Regions from separate parts of the Mus musculus genome. Here regions 1, 2, 3 and 5 are each linked to region 4. Evidence: chromatin contacts called from public ChIA-PET, Hi-C, HiChIP or PLAC-seq and promoter capture Hi-C data. All regions are on one chromosome and are shown on one strand. The core of a region is the stretch at or near the end of the contact, and the rest is flanking DNA. Distances in the headings are between cores, read along the strand shown.

Region 1 (2,700 bases), core at 137-2,636, 580 kb before region 4:
AGAAAGCAAATCTGGGAAAGATGGCCTTCCCTCAACAAAGAGCACAGCCACTTGTTTGTCTATTGCCAAATTATAAGACCTGAAAACATACATGCAAATGAAATTATGTCGACAAAACAGGTTATGGGCATACATGTATATGCCTGCAAAAACAATTACTGAAAATAGGCCATGAATTTCGAGGAAAGTGGGAAGAGATATACAGGGTGGTTGGAGGGAGAAAGGTAAGGGAAAAATGTAATTATATTATAATCTCAAGAATAAAATTAGTGAGAGACAAAGAAAAAAGAATGACATTTTTCTCCCTAATTTTTACTTAAGAGATCGATCCGAGTACTTAACCTTTATTATCCTAATATCTTTTGGGATATTTGAGTTGTTATTAACTGGAGAAAACTAATGCTGTATATACTTGTGCATAAATTCTGGATTCACGGAAGCAACTTGTCTATATTTTTGCAAAGCAAATTCTGTGAGTCATCCTTCTCAGGGCCCCAATCACTTCTTTGTTTCTCAGGCTATAGATGATAGGATTTAGCATTGGGGTGAGAACTGTGTAGAAGACTGCAAGAATCTTGTCCTCTTCTGGGGATCGGAGGGATCTTGGGCGTAGATAGGTGTAAGCAAATGGTGCGTAGTAGAAAGTTACAACAGTGAGGTGAGTGCTACAGGTAGAATAGGCCTTCTTCTTCCCCGCCCTAGAATGCATACGGTAGATAGCAAGGAAAACACGACCATAGGAACACACTATTCCAATGAATGGAAACACAAGAAAGAGGATTGTACTCACAAACACTGTATACTCATAGACCCATGTGTCTGTGCAAGCCAGAGTCAACATGGCAGGGACATCACAGAAGAAATGGTTGATGGCTCTGGATCTGCAGTAAGGAATTTGGAGTGCATATCCAGTATGAGCACAGGAATTAATGGAGCCCAGAATCCAAGCTCCTGTTATCATCATCACACAGACTCTTTTATTCATATGTGTGGCATAGTGGAGAGGAAAACAAATAGCCACATAACGGTCATAGGCCATAGATGCCAACAAAAGGGTTTCTGCACCCCCAAAAGTCAAGAAGAGGAAAATCTGAAATCCACACCCAATGAAGGAGATGTATTTATTACCTAACATAAAGTCAGATACCATTTTAGGGACAATGGTAGAGATGTAATTTAAGTCAATAAGAGAAAGCTGACTAAGTAAAAAATACATGGGTGTGTGGAGATGTGAATCCAGGAGGATGAGGAGGATCATGGACAGGTTACCAATCCAAGCTGTCAGAAAGATGAGAACAATGAGAATGAAGAGGAACAGACCTATTTTTGATGGTGGGAACAATCCCAATAAAATGAAACCTGTAAATGTTTGATTATAACTATCCATTTGGTGTTCATTTACATTTTCTTAGAAACATGTGCAACAGTAAATTCATTAAACACAATAAAATTATTCAATTCATGATTTTCACCAGACTGAGAATAATCATAACTGCTAAACAAAAAATACACAGTGTACTTTGACTCATCTTCTGTCTCATACATAAGTTGGGAGAAAAACCAATGTATATGCACAAAATATCTTAATGAAATTTGAGTACCTATGCAAATATTTCCATAATGGCCTTATTAAAAATTGATATTTTATTCCTAACAATATGAGATATTATGAACATGCGACTTCATACTGCATGTTTGGAACCAATTTAAATATCTAAAACACATACCCATAATTTAATAATTTTTTTCCAATCATGATGACTCTTTCTGTCATACTCTGGCCCTAAGATACACACAAAAATGGAACAGTTAATAATATCATTCAAATTTCTTTTTCTTTCTGATACATACGCTCCACATTAATGAAAAAGATCTTATAAAATACAAGTGTTATTTCTTTAAAAGTCTATAAATAATACTTATGGACAATTTTCAACCACACAAGGTCATTTTCTTTTCCTTCTTCATGCACATTTGGAACATCTAACTAGATCCTGTTTGTGTACATCCGCCCAACATATCCACCCCACAAATGGAACAAGTGTGTGTCAACTCCTTCTTGGAACCTCACAGAGCACTTCCCTTTTTTTCTTCACTCCTTAATGTTTTTTCTTTTATCTAGAACATAAGGTAGAAATCTAAGCAGATTCGTTTATTACTTTTTCATCTTAGAATTAACTGAAATAATAAGGAAATGACTGCTGTAGATTTAAAATTACATAATATAAAGCAGAGAAATTACTATAAAAGAGGACTCGGGACCTTTCAGAGTTTGTTTCAGGCTTGTTAATGTACTCCATTCAGGTGCTAAATTCTGGGAGGGAAAAGAAATCCTGAGTCTTCAGAATGAGCATGAGCGTGGTTCCCTCCCCTCCAAGAGAGGTTGCTGCCAGCAGAAGGCTTAGCATACTGGGCCCAGAGAGTGTGTGATATGCTTCTCTGTGCTAGAGCCAAAGAATATCAGCCTGGGAATCTGCAGACTGAAGAGGAAGATATAGCACTTAGGAATATACAAACACATATACATATAAACACACAAACCTATCCATAAAATAAGTAAGAAATGACTGGGAAAATGTAGGTATTATCAGAAAAATTGGCATCTTTAGGAGAGCTATTAAGTCTATAACACAGATATCAATTCTTTTAAGAAGGGAATTAGAGATTCTGGTAATGAATTTCTGAAACTAAAATGATCAG
Region 2 (2,700 bases), core at 26-2,525, 550 kb after region 4:
TGTCTGTCTTTCTTTCTTTTCTTTTTTTTTTTTTTTTGTTTTTTTTTGAGACAGGGTTTTTCTGTGTCCTGGAACTCACTCTGTAGACCAGGCTGGACTCAGAAATCTGCCTGCCTCTGCCTCCCAAGTGCTGGGATTATAGGTGTGCGCCACCACTGCCCAGCTCATTTCATTCTTTAAGTGTTCTTACAAGAGAAACTTTTTGTACTTCACATAGGCAGAAAACAGACTTAATTTAGGTAGCTTACCAAAACCACACTGCTGGTGCATGGCAGGATTTGTTTCTAATATCATGTTTTGAAAGTTTGAGTTTCCCACATTTTTCCAAGTTTTTATTTCAAAACAATGTATTCCTACAAAATAACTTGAAATATATCCCAACAGCTTTTCATATCCTCTTCATCTGGACTCATCAGCTTCTTGATAAACCTTTTAGGGCACAATTTCCAATTCATCTCCAACATACTAATTGGTATGTGACTGTTGATTATATATATATATATATATACATATACACACATATATACATATACACACATATGTATACATGAAATATACATACTAAATATTTATATACCATACATATGGTATGTGCCTGATATATGTATGCATGTATGTACGTATGTATGTATTCTTATCTGTGATAGAAGTCATAGAAACAGAAACCGGTAGACATTTCCTACAGAGGACTATACGGCTATAGAACAGGCAGAGCAGCAATGGGCTGTTCAATCTCTCTCCAAAGGCTGAAGAAGTCATTGGCAGTGGAAATGGATGGTTATGCCTAGAATCCAAGATCTACACGCATCAGCAGCTCATGTCTGTAATGAAGTTATTCTCTGCTAGAAAGTAAGTTCGAGGCTAACCTGGGATAATAAATAAGTAAATTTCATCTTCACTTTGGGGGAAATGGTTTGCGGTTACTATTCCACAGTAGTAGTGGCATAATTACACCGAAGTCACACAGACTCGGTCAAGACTTGAAGAGTTTTGAGCTCATAGAAATCTCCTACAGAGGACTAAAGCAAGCATGAACATGTATGGACGTCCTGTCTTCAGGATGACCTTCTCATCGTACCATGCATCCAGTTGTGGTGAAGCTACAGGATCGGAGAGCTAGGCATCTCTGCAGTCAGACCACCCTTGCACGCACAGAGACACCCTAACTCAACAGTAGCCGTTCGGGCTGGAAGCCGGAACAGTAATTCCCGTCCTGCTCCAGAGGGCGGGACTCGGGATCCGCAGGGCGCTTCCGGTCTGGAGGACAACGCGCGTGGCCTTCTGGGAAAAGGGGCGGTGCGAGCAGGTGCGCGCGCAGCAGGCCGGCAGTAGTGGCGGAGATGGAGGAGGGTGGACGAGACAAGACACCCGTGCAGTCCCAACAGCCCTCCGCGACAACCCCCAGCGGCGCGGACGAGAAGTCGAGTGGCAAGGAGCGAAGGGATGCCGGGGAAAAAGACAAAGAGCAGGAGCTGGTGAGGCGCAGCCTGGGGAGCCCGAGGAGGAGGCCTTGGGCTGAGTCACTGCTGGCTCGAAGGCCTCGGGCCCGACTCCGTACTGCCCACCGCACCGGGGAGACTCAGGATGGGGCGACCCTTTCTTTATACCCTGCCCGCCCCATTACGCACTGTCACTCCCTGAGGCCCTCACCATCACATCGCGGTTCTTTGGTTATTTCCTAGAATGGCTTCCAAGCAGAGTCTGCCTGGTTCCTAAGGTAGACAGCCTTTCCTATAGGGCTGCTTCCCTATCCCACGCCCTCTTCTTGTCCATAGACATTCACACTCTTCACCTGTCCCGGGGTAAGTGGGAGGAGAATGTGATTCGGGTCCCCACTTTTGATGAGCTTCTTCCCCTAACCCTCCAGTCTGAGGAGGACAAACAGCTTCAAGATGAACTGGAGATGCTCGTGGAGCGACTCGGGGTGAGTCAAGATGTTACTACAGGGGGAGTATAGTTGATGTTTCTCATTTGTTTACTCTATTTCATTTTGAGGCAACAATTAGATACCACATATTAGATATTACGATAATTTGAGGGAAGAGTTACAAAGGGTATTTAAATGGGGTCATGGGTCTCAGGTCATTTACAGGGGTTGAGGCATCATGAAATAGGAGCCAGTTATGTCTTTGACCAAAGCATTGGTTAAGTATGTATGGGTCGTGATGTGGAGAAATGTGACTCCTTTTGGTCTGAGCATTAACATCCCCTATTAGGAGAAAGATACATCTCTATATCGACCAGCTCTGGAGGAACTGAGAAGACAAATTCGTTCTTCTACAACTTCCATGACTTCAGTACCCAAGCCTCTCAAATTTCTGCGTCCACACTATGGCAAATTGAAGGAAATCTATGAGAACATGGCCCCTGGGGAGAATAAGGTAATTCAGAATATGGCTGGGACCTGTCCAGTTGAATAATTCCTTTTTTAATGCTAAGTCACTGAAAGCCTAGTGGACCCCATCTAGCTGGAAAGTTCATCACAGTGAGACTGATTCTCCAGTGGAAAGCCTGAGAATGCTTCTCAGCTCCTTAGAAGTTTCTGCTTCATTATATCTTAAGATTTTCTTAGCACGATGTGTTTCTGACTTAATTTAAAATTTTTATAGTGTGTGCATATATGTGTGTGCCTGAATGCATGTGCTTGTATGCATGTGCATATGCATAAGTGTCACGCCTATGCATGCCTAAAGACCCTCG
Region 3 (2,700 bases), core at 5-2,504, 600 kb after region 4:
CCTTTTGTATATACATACTTCATTGCCTACACCTACCTCTCTGATCTCAGTGTCTTAGGAGTGGCTCTTTGCTGTGAACCTGCCTCTCCTACCTGGGTGCTCTCATCCTCAGGAGTCAGTTTGCAAATGCTGGCCAAGTACCCCACCGAACGCTAGTTTTTGCCTAACACTTGCTCAGAGCGTCTCCCAGCTGGTTGATTAAAGGGTCGGAAGCCCCAGGTGGAGCATCTGTGAGCAAATTGATAACCTCTCACGCTCACAGATAATTTTATTCCTATTACCCCCCCCCCAAACAAAACAAAACAAACAAACAAAACAAATCACACTTATTCCGAGCAGAAAAAGTCCAGGTCTTCCTATAGCCGCTGAGCCCTGCTCAGGCCTTCTTTTCCATGAAAACATGTATGTGGTCGGGGGCGGTGGGGTGAGGAGAGAAGCACTTTAGCTCTAGGTCAGCCAGCCTACCTCCTGTGTCAAGGAATTAGTTCGGAATGGGTCCTGGGATCTCCAAGCAGGTGGTCAATCACACAAAGCATTAGTATGGTTGATGTTTGAGGTCTTTTACAAGTAAACTCTGGCTGAAATGTGGACTTCCCTTAAATTCTGGGATTTGTAGTCCCAGAAATAACCTCGTGGGTTATGAATTTAAGAAGTGGCAAGGCAGCCGGGCGTGGTGGCGCACGCCTTTAGTCCCAGCACTCTGGAGGCAGAGGCAGGTGGATTTCTGAGGCCAGCCTGGTCTACAAAGTGAGTTCCAGGACAGCCAGGGCTACACAGAGAAACCCTGTCTCGAAAAAAAAAAAAAAAGAAGAAGTGGCAGGGCGCTCTGACTCCTGGTCTGCACGGAGTTCAGGAAGTCATCCTCTCCTGTAGTCAGGGAAGAGTGTGACTGACCTCAGGACTGGCCTTGAGTACCAGGTAGGCGTCTGGCATAGCCAGTAACCTGTTTTCTTTCTGGTTGGTAGCATTTCTGGGGACCACCAACTGGCTGAGGCCCAGGGACAGAGACGTCTGCTCCAGCTAAAAGGTTAGTTGTGATGTACGTGGCCAGTTGGCACTGTGTAAGCTAAGATGAGCCTCAGCCCCACAAGCCAGAGAACTTGGCGAGGTCCCTGGCACTCCCACTTCCTCAAAGCTATGAGACAGGAGTGTTCTCCTTATGTGACTAGGCATAAGTTCCAAGTGGGGAGGGGACTGGCTCAGCATCCGGAGCCAAAACAAGAATAGAACTGGGAGCTGGGCCTGAAGCAGTTCAGGCTTTGGGCTCTCTGCATCAACACAGCCAGCATGCCTATGATTTCTGTGCTGGGCAAAATGTTTCTGTGGCAGCGCGAAGGGCCTGGAGGACGATGGACTTGTCAGACAAGTCGCAGAGGTGAGAGCAGAGATCATGGATGTGATCTGGGAAGCGATGGGAAACTGAGCAAAAAGGAACACCAGGTGTGGAGAGGAAACTCTCTCTGGTTTAGATATTGGGAAGCAGACTGAAAGGGAGAGACTCGGGTTGGGGCCATTAGGTAATGACTTACAAGGGTGAAACTTAGAAAAATCATGGGTTTGTTGGGAGTGATAGCCCAGTTGAGATTGGTGAGAGGAAAGAATCCTGGGGAGAAGGAGAGTGAGAGGGGGCCAGTGCTGGTGGGCAAATTTCATGCACTTTTCAAGGGTTGAGATGCGGGCGGAGAGGTCAGGGGTTACTCATATTTGGGTATGAGTAACGTAAGTTCTGATGGCAAAATAGTTGTAGAGGAAGGTGTCCTTAGGGATGCCACAGTCAGTTGTGGGATAGGGGGTTTCAGGAGAGTTATGTGCGTGAACTCAGATTGTCTGCGAGATGGGGGAGGGGTAATAAAAAATGACACGGCAGCACGGTGAAAATGGCAGTCTTGGTAGAAGTGGGAATGCAGATGAACACCGTTCCCTCCCGACTCCTCAGTGGCTTCGGACCCTGCCTGGGCTGTGGAGTGGATCGAACTCCCTCGAGGTCTCTCTCTGTCCTCCCTGGGATCTGCTCGAACTCTCCGAGGCTGGAGTCGGTCCCCCCGTCCTTCTTCCGTGGACAGCCAGGACTTGCCAGAGGTGCTGCGCCTTTTCTGTGCATGTTTGGCGGCGGGGGGTGGGGGTGGGGGTGGCGTTCACATTGAGGGTTCGTGTGACCCCTCCCCGTTCCTGCCTCACCATCCTGCTTCGGGCTCTTTTTTCCTGCTAGCGGAGGCGCTATCCGGCAGGCCGCCCCCGCGCCGGTCTGCTCTGCTCGGCGTGGTGCCAGCGGGCTGGCTTGCTAGCGCCTTCGGTGCTGACGTCAGCGCATCCCAGGCCGTATCCCGGGAGACCCTGTTGCATGGTGATGGGTTGCCAGGGAGATATACACCTTTTTCTTTGGGCCAGGGCCGCAGCTGCGCGGAGCGTCGCTGGGCATGGATGGCCCCGGCTGGGGGAAGAGAGGGGAGGGAGGGAGAGCCGGCCAGGAAACACCCGCCAGGTTCCCCTTCCCACAGGCCTGGCCAGAGGCTATCGGCGCCAATCTGGAGGCCCTGTCAGTCAGGTACTGAAGGAGAGGGACGGAGGATGGGCCTGAGGTCAAGGGGCAGGTGGAGGCCGCTTGTGCCAATTGGAACCAACCATAATGGAGGAGAATTAGGTAATGCTGGGAAGGGGGTGTGTGCTTCAGTTATATTCAGCATAGGAAAACATTTGCTG
Region 4 (2,700 bases), core at 105-2,604:
CATGGTACACAGACGCAGACAAAACATATTTAAATTTTAAATTTTTAAATAAATAGAGCTGAAGAAATGACTTAATGGCTAAGAGCACTTATTGCTCTATCTGGATTTCAGCTCCCAGCACCTGCAGCTCCAGGGGGACCCAATGACTCTGATCTTTACCAGCACTCAGATAGCCAATACAGACACACACAAAGAATTAATAATAATAATAATAATAATAATAATAATAATAATAGACAATTTAAAAAGAATTCTAGATAGTTTTCCTTCAAGTTATGTATCTTGTTTAAATCAATTTGTGGAGAAGAGAGGGGAAGAGAAGGAAGGAGGAGGAAAAGAGGGGAGGAGGGGAAAAGGACGAGGGAAGGAAGGAGAGAATATGAAAATAAATCTTCTTGCTTTGACAAGAGAAAACCAAAGAAAGGACTCTCTAAGCTGATAGCACCAACTGGTCAAGCCAGAGTGGCAAGCAGTTTTACTGCAGGCCTAGCCATAAATCTTAGAAAAGTCAAAGAAAGGTCCCCCCCACTCCACCCCCCACCCCCGCGCCCCAGGAAGTACTCAGTAGGCTTTTTTTAAGTTAATAGAACATGAAAAGGAGACCTAAAAGCTTATCAAATGGCCTGCCTGTCAACTCTGCTCCTCTCTCTCTACCTTGTGGCAACACATCTAATTTTAACGGAGGCAAGGCTGTCTTAATGAAGTGCAGAAGGAAGAAGTACGTAACTTTTGTCAGAAGCCAGAACTATCCAAACATTTTCAAGAGCAGAGGACGGCCATCCTTGAAAAGGAATCTCCTAGAAACAAAACATCTTGAAGAAGATTCCATGTGCCTCGGAAAATAAAGGTTTGTTACAATTTTTGTTCAACTCCTGCATCTGATTAAGACAAAAATTAAATTAAATTTAAAAAGTAACTGAGGCTCTGATAGCGACCTTGACAGATTTACAAAGAAAGCGTCCTCTGCAATTATGACCAGGCTTCTAGTACACTCCACCTCTCAGGCCCTCTGATTTCCCAAGTGTGTTAGAACATGGTAATTAAAACAAGCCTTATTCCAAGCTCTAAGGTTGGCTAAGTCCTGGTCTTGTGCTTTGGCTTTGGGATGTAAAGGGCTCTTTGAAAACAATCAACATACCACTTCTGTCTTGATCAAGATGCATTCCTTTAATCTTATTCTACCTTAAATAAATGTTTGGAATTAGCAGCCCGGGGTTGGGTTTCCGCCCTCTAGCGGAACCCAGATGGCCTGAGAGCCCACCGGCAGTAAAAACTACGTCTCCCAGAATGCTCCGGGAAGGCGGATGCCTCCCCCCCATTGGCCAAGGGTGGGTGACGCTAAGTGTTTTGGCTCGACGGTCACATGTTTCCTTTGTTGTGAGCAGTGGCAGAGACTGGCGGTGGCTCGAGGAGACGCCGGCGCAGCAGGGACGGGGGTCGCCGCTCGTGCCGCTTCCAGCCTGCGCCGAGAGGTACCAGGGTGGCCGCTCCAAGCGGCATGCGACCGCGGCGCTGATCCCCGGCACCGGCGGGAGGGAGGCGAGGTCCCTGGCTGCCAGAAGCCCGATGCGGCCTCGGGCGTGGGGACAGGGCAGGGACGAGCCCCGCGGCAGCAATACACTTAGGGTGGAAGCGGCCGGAGTGTTTCGGCCTCGGACCTGGAGTTTCCGTGGGGTGACCGTGAGTGCTGTCGCCTAGCACGGATAAGGATCGGGGTGCTGGGGCCATAGCAGCCAGCAGCACAGTTGCGAAACATGCGGGGCGTGGTCACCTGACCGTTACCCGCCCCCGCGAAGCCTTTGTTTACCGGGAGCGCGGCCTCGGGCCGTCCCGGGGGAGCCCCCACCCGGCTGCCCGCTTCCTTCTCAGGGCCCTCTGCTTCTTAATTTAGTTCCCAATGTTCCCGCCCCCAAGCCCTGGGCACCCGAGGCGAAGATCGTTCGGGCGGCCGGGATTGGGCGCTGCAGGCGGGCCGGGCCGGCGAGTTCCGAATTTTTATTGGCAGGGGGTGGTAGGTGGGTGGCCCGTGCCAGGCAGTCCCGCCCTCGCCTGAAGGTGACCTGGAGGACGCGGGCGCCGAGGGAGGGGAGCAGCGGGGCGGTGGGTAGGAAGGGGGCGTGCCCTGCAGAGGCCAGGGGGTGGGGGCTAACCCGTAGCTCCTGGCGTAGGACAGCGCGCAGCTCTGCGAAGTTGCCCTTGCCTGCTCTGTCCAGCCTTAGGTAGTAAAGGATGACCCACAAGGCCACATTTGAGAAGCTTCAATATCAGCTCTAGCGGATTTTAATCATGTCAATTTTTTTTTCTGTTAGTGTTCTCAGCTGACACCTGGCACAACCACCAGATGGTTGATGGTTGATAATGGTTTGGTGTTTTGTTTTTCTTTATTAGGATTTAATATGTATCCCTTGCCACTAAAAATATAAACGGTGGCTTTTACCTTTAAAAAAAAAGATATTTTGAGGTTATTCACCTAAAAGTTTTTTGGTTTTGGATTTTTGAATGAGCTTTCTTAGTTTTCCCTTTTTGGGGCACACAATTTCGTGTATTAATCTCCCAGGTAATTGAGAAGTTTCTGATAAGTGAGTTGAAGGTGTGTTTGGAAAACTGTACATTAAGATAACCGAAAGCCCAGTCATTTCCAGACGGAGGATATTAAAGGTGGTTTTCCAAATCTCTTAAACTTATGGTGCAGCTAGGTTT
Region 5 (2,700 bases), core at 69-2,568, 920 kb before region 4:
AATGAGAAAACATGGGAAAGCATAAAAAGTCAAATTTCCACTGGAAACAAACTTGAGAGTATGTTGTGTGGATCTATTTAGACTTTTATCTAGAGGAAATCTTGTCTTTAAATAAAAGTGATATTTTTTCCTGGATCTGTAGGACAGTGTTTCCTTCTGTTGACACCTATTCAGGTAATGCTCCAAGCCACTGAAACCACATGTACACTAGTCATCCATACCATGTCCCACTAAAGCAATGAACTCTTGTCTATATGTTTCCACATGTTGGTTCCATGACTGATTGCCAAAAGAAATAGTATTGGATAATAGGAAGGCTGTTTACAACCTTCTAGACATAAGGAACAAAGTCAGTGTACCTTAAAGGCCAGATAATATCCCTCTGTATCACAGAGTCTGAAGAAGTGAGACTTTGGTGCTTGTTCAATCATTCATATCTGTTCACATGAGAGTTTTGTGCTCTACCCAAGTTGCTTACTCCTTTGTGCTCTGATAGCACACATGACCACCACTGTCTGGTCACAAAGATCTTTGGGCCATGAACTTCCAGGATTTGAGTATTCATTATTGAGCTTGGTATATGGAGACAGCCAAAGTGTAGCATCACAAAGAATGTGAATGAAAGTGGGGATGAGGTACAAAGGGGCTCTGTTGCCCCTAACATTGAGATGCACAACCTCTCATCTACACTTTCAAAACTGGTCCCTGCCCCTCCAATGACACACCTGCCCCTACTGGCCATGCCTTGCTGGTCATGGACTTGGTTTCACTTCCTTTTATTTCTCTTTTTCTGTGATCATGAGTTTTTGTTTCAGCTATCACAGATCTAATTTTAGCTTGTGGATTCTCAAGGGTGGCCAGCTGCAGTCATAGTGGGCTCAGTAAAGCAGCTAGGTTCATCTCTCTGCCCCAACCTACTCCACAGAGCTTGTAATGTCTTCTTACTATTACTATATGCCAAACTTCAAACATTGCTGCTTTACCAAGTGAAGAACCTATATTCCTGGCCAACTCTATCATATAGGAAATCAATTGTTTCCCAGTAGTGTACACTTATGACTCAACTGCTCATTGGTCAGATGGAATGTGAAGCTCTAGGGAAGGGTTGTTACCTTTATAGGGCAGGCCTATGCAATATCTCAGGAGATGATAGTGGTAGCTGAAGATTACTGAGTATCCCCACTGCCCAGGGATACTCTAGGCTCCTGTTCAATTAATCTATGACTCCACACTTTCCTGGACAGATTGATACTCACCCCCTAGTACAGACAGGGAAACCACAGAGGGGAAGTTAATTTCTCAGGGTGCAGTTCTGATAAAGATTGAGCAAGTAGCATCTATTCCTGTATAACAACTCGAGTATTCTTCAAAACAAGGAGATATCTAGGCTCTGTTAGACTCTTTAATGCTGTCTATCCACACTCTTAGTTTTTGGTAGATGGTTGATAATAGTACCTGTATGTCAGCTTATCCTCATTGTCAGCTCTCATTGCTGGTTGATTTTTTGCATTCCTCAAGATGAGACTGGCATGATGAATAGAAATCCCTCTATATGAGAGTGTCCATTGCCTGGAAGGAGGCAGCACTCCACACAGTGTGAGCACAGGCAGGTGCCTTACTGTGACGAACATGTTTCCCTGTTTCATGATGAAAGGCTCTGGACTAAGTTAAGTTAGATAGGAGCCCATTCTACCTGATTCTGGAGATTTCACTGCAGTGGAATGAAGGTCCTAGGTATTGGTTTCACAGGATTACTAAATGCCTGTTCTGATTTTGAATGTTACCAAGTTTTGTAAATGGCATAGAAGACAGTAAAGCTCAAGACATTGACACCTTTCAAATTGGTACATATGGCCAGAATGAGCTTTTTATTCCTTCTATTCCAGGCCTGGTGATCTAGGCCCTGGTGTCATAAATCTCCTGAGCTGTAAGATTTGTGAACCTCTAGTTAAAGTCCCAAATTAGAAGTTACATTCAAAGTTTATTCCTCATACAAACCTCTTACTTCAGACTCTGCTCTGGAACTGCCTCAAATTATCTGTTGTTATTGTAAAAATGGCTATATTGCCAAAAGCAATCTACAGATTCAATGCAATCCCCATCAAAATTCCAACTCAATTCTTCAATGAATTAGAAAGAGCAATCTGCAAATTCATCTGGAATAACAAAAAACCTAAGATAGCAAAAACTCTTCTCAAGGATAAAAGAACCTCTGGTGAAATCACGATGCCTGACCTAAAGGTTTACTACAGAGCAATTGTGATAAAAACTGCATGGAACTGGTATACTGACAGACAAGTAGACCAATGGAATAGAATTGAAGACCCAGAAATGAACCCACACACCTATGGTCACTTGATCTTTGAAAAGGGAGCTAAAACCATCCATTGGAAAAAAAGAGCATTTTCAACAAATGGTGCTGTCACAACTGGTGGTTATCATGTAGAAGAATGTGAATTGATCCATTCCTATCTCCTTGTACTAAGGTCAAATCTAAGTGGATCGAGGAGCTCCACATAAAACCAGAGACACTGAAACTTATAGAGGAGAAAGTGGGGAAAAGCCTCGAAGATATGGGCACAGGGGAAAAATTCCTGAATAGAACAGCAATGGCTTGTGCTGTAAGATCGAGAATTGACAAATGGGACCTCATGAAACTGCAAAGCTTCTGTAAGCCAAAAGACACCATCAATAAGACAA

What was found. Promoter capture Hi-C pulls out the DNA fragments that hold promoters and counts their contacts. Hi-C and Micro-C count contacts between places; a contact is called where the count stands out from the background. ChIA-PET counts read pairs in DNA pulled down with a chosen protein or histone mark. HiChIP or PLAC-seq counts read pairs in DNA pulled down with a chosen protein or histone mark.
Region 1: a promoter capture Hi-C map of stem cell-derived epiblast-like cells shows a contact between it and region 4, with 3 times the contacts expected there. The contact joins the promoter of Olfr167 here to the promoter of Klhl24 in region 4.
Region 2: an RNA polymerase II ChIA-PET map of effector CD8 T cells shows a contact between it and region 4, with 6 read pairs. The contact joins the promoter of Psmd2 here to the promoter of Klhl24 in region 4. A contact is called at or near these places in 1 of 39 promoter capture datasets (cranial neural crest), 1 of 115 datasets of contacts at active chromatin or transcription factors (effector CD8 T cells) and 1 of 9 other capture datasets (pancreatic islet).
Region 3: an H3K4me3 HiChIP or PLAC-seq map of stem cell-derived neural progenitor cells shows a contact between it and region 4, with 3 times the contacts expected there. The contact joins the promoter of Fam131a here to the promoter of Klhl24 in region 4. A contact is called at or near these places in 1 of 39 promoter capture datasets (liver) and 1 of 115 datasets of contacts at active chromatin or transcription factors (stem cell-derived neural progenitor cells).
Region 5: a contact with region 4 is called in a Hi-C map of B cells, with 8 read pairs. The contact joins the enhancer-like site here to the promoter of Klhl24 in region 4.

Annotation. Positions count from the first base shown.
Region 1 is chr16:19,514,248-19,516,947 of GRCm38.p6, forward strand. It overlaps Olfr167 (olfactory receptor 167), which reads right to left and starts at 1,387. Exons shown (of 1, transcript NM_146935.1): 1 at 449-1,387. The coding sequence starts at 1,387. The coding sequence ends at 449.
Region 2 is chr16:20,650,377-20,653,076 of GRCm38.p6, forward strand. It overlaps Psmd2 (proteasome (prosome, macropain) 26S subunit, non-ATPase, 2), which reads left to right and starts at 1,276. Exons shown (of 21, transcript NM_134101.2): 1 at 1,276-1,475; 2 at 1,868-1,924; 3 at 2,217-2,381. The coding sequence starts at 1,341.
Region 3 is chr16:20,693,803-20,696,502 of GRCm38.p6, forward strand. Fam131a (family with sequence similarity 131, member A) reads left to right here and starts at 1,255. Exons shown (of 6, transcript NM_133778.2): 1 at 1,255-1,375; 2 at 1,937-2,079. The coding sequence starts at 1,288.
Region 4 is chr16:20,096,200-20,098,899 of GRCm38.p6, forward strand. Klhl24 (kelch-like 24) reads left to right here and starts at 1,355. Exons shown (of 8, transcript NM_029436.3): 1 at 1,355-1,472.
Region 5 is chr16:19,178,648-19,181,347 of GRCm38.p6, forward strand. It overlaps Igl. Among named protein-coding and RNA genes, the nearest start is that of Gm35545, 39 kb to the right of the region's middle. Within about 2 kb of position 1,319, at least 27 of the 459 cell types and tissues checked have an H3K27ac peak or open chromatin away from gene starts, as enhancers often do. A contact at or near this core is called in B cells, where this site is marked.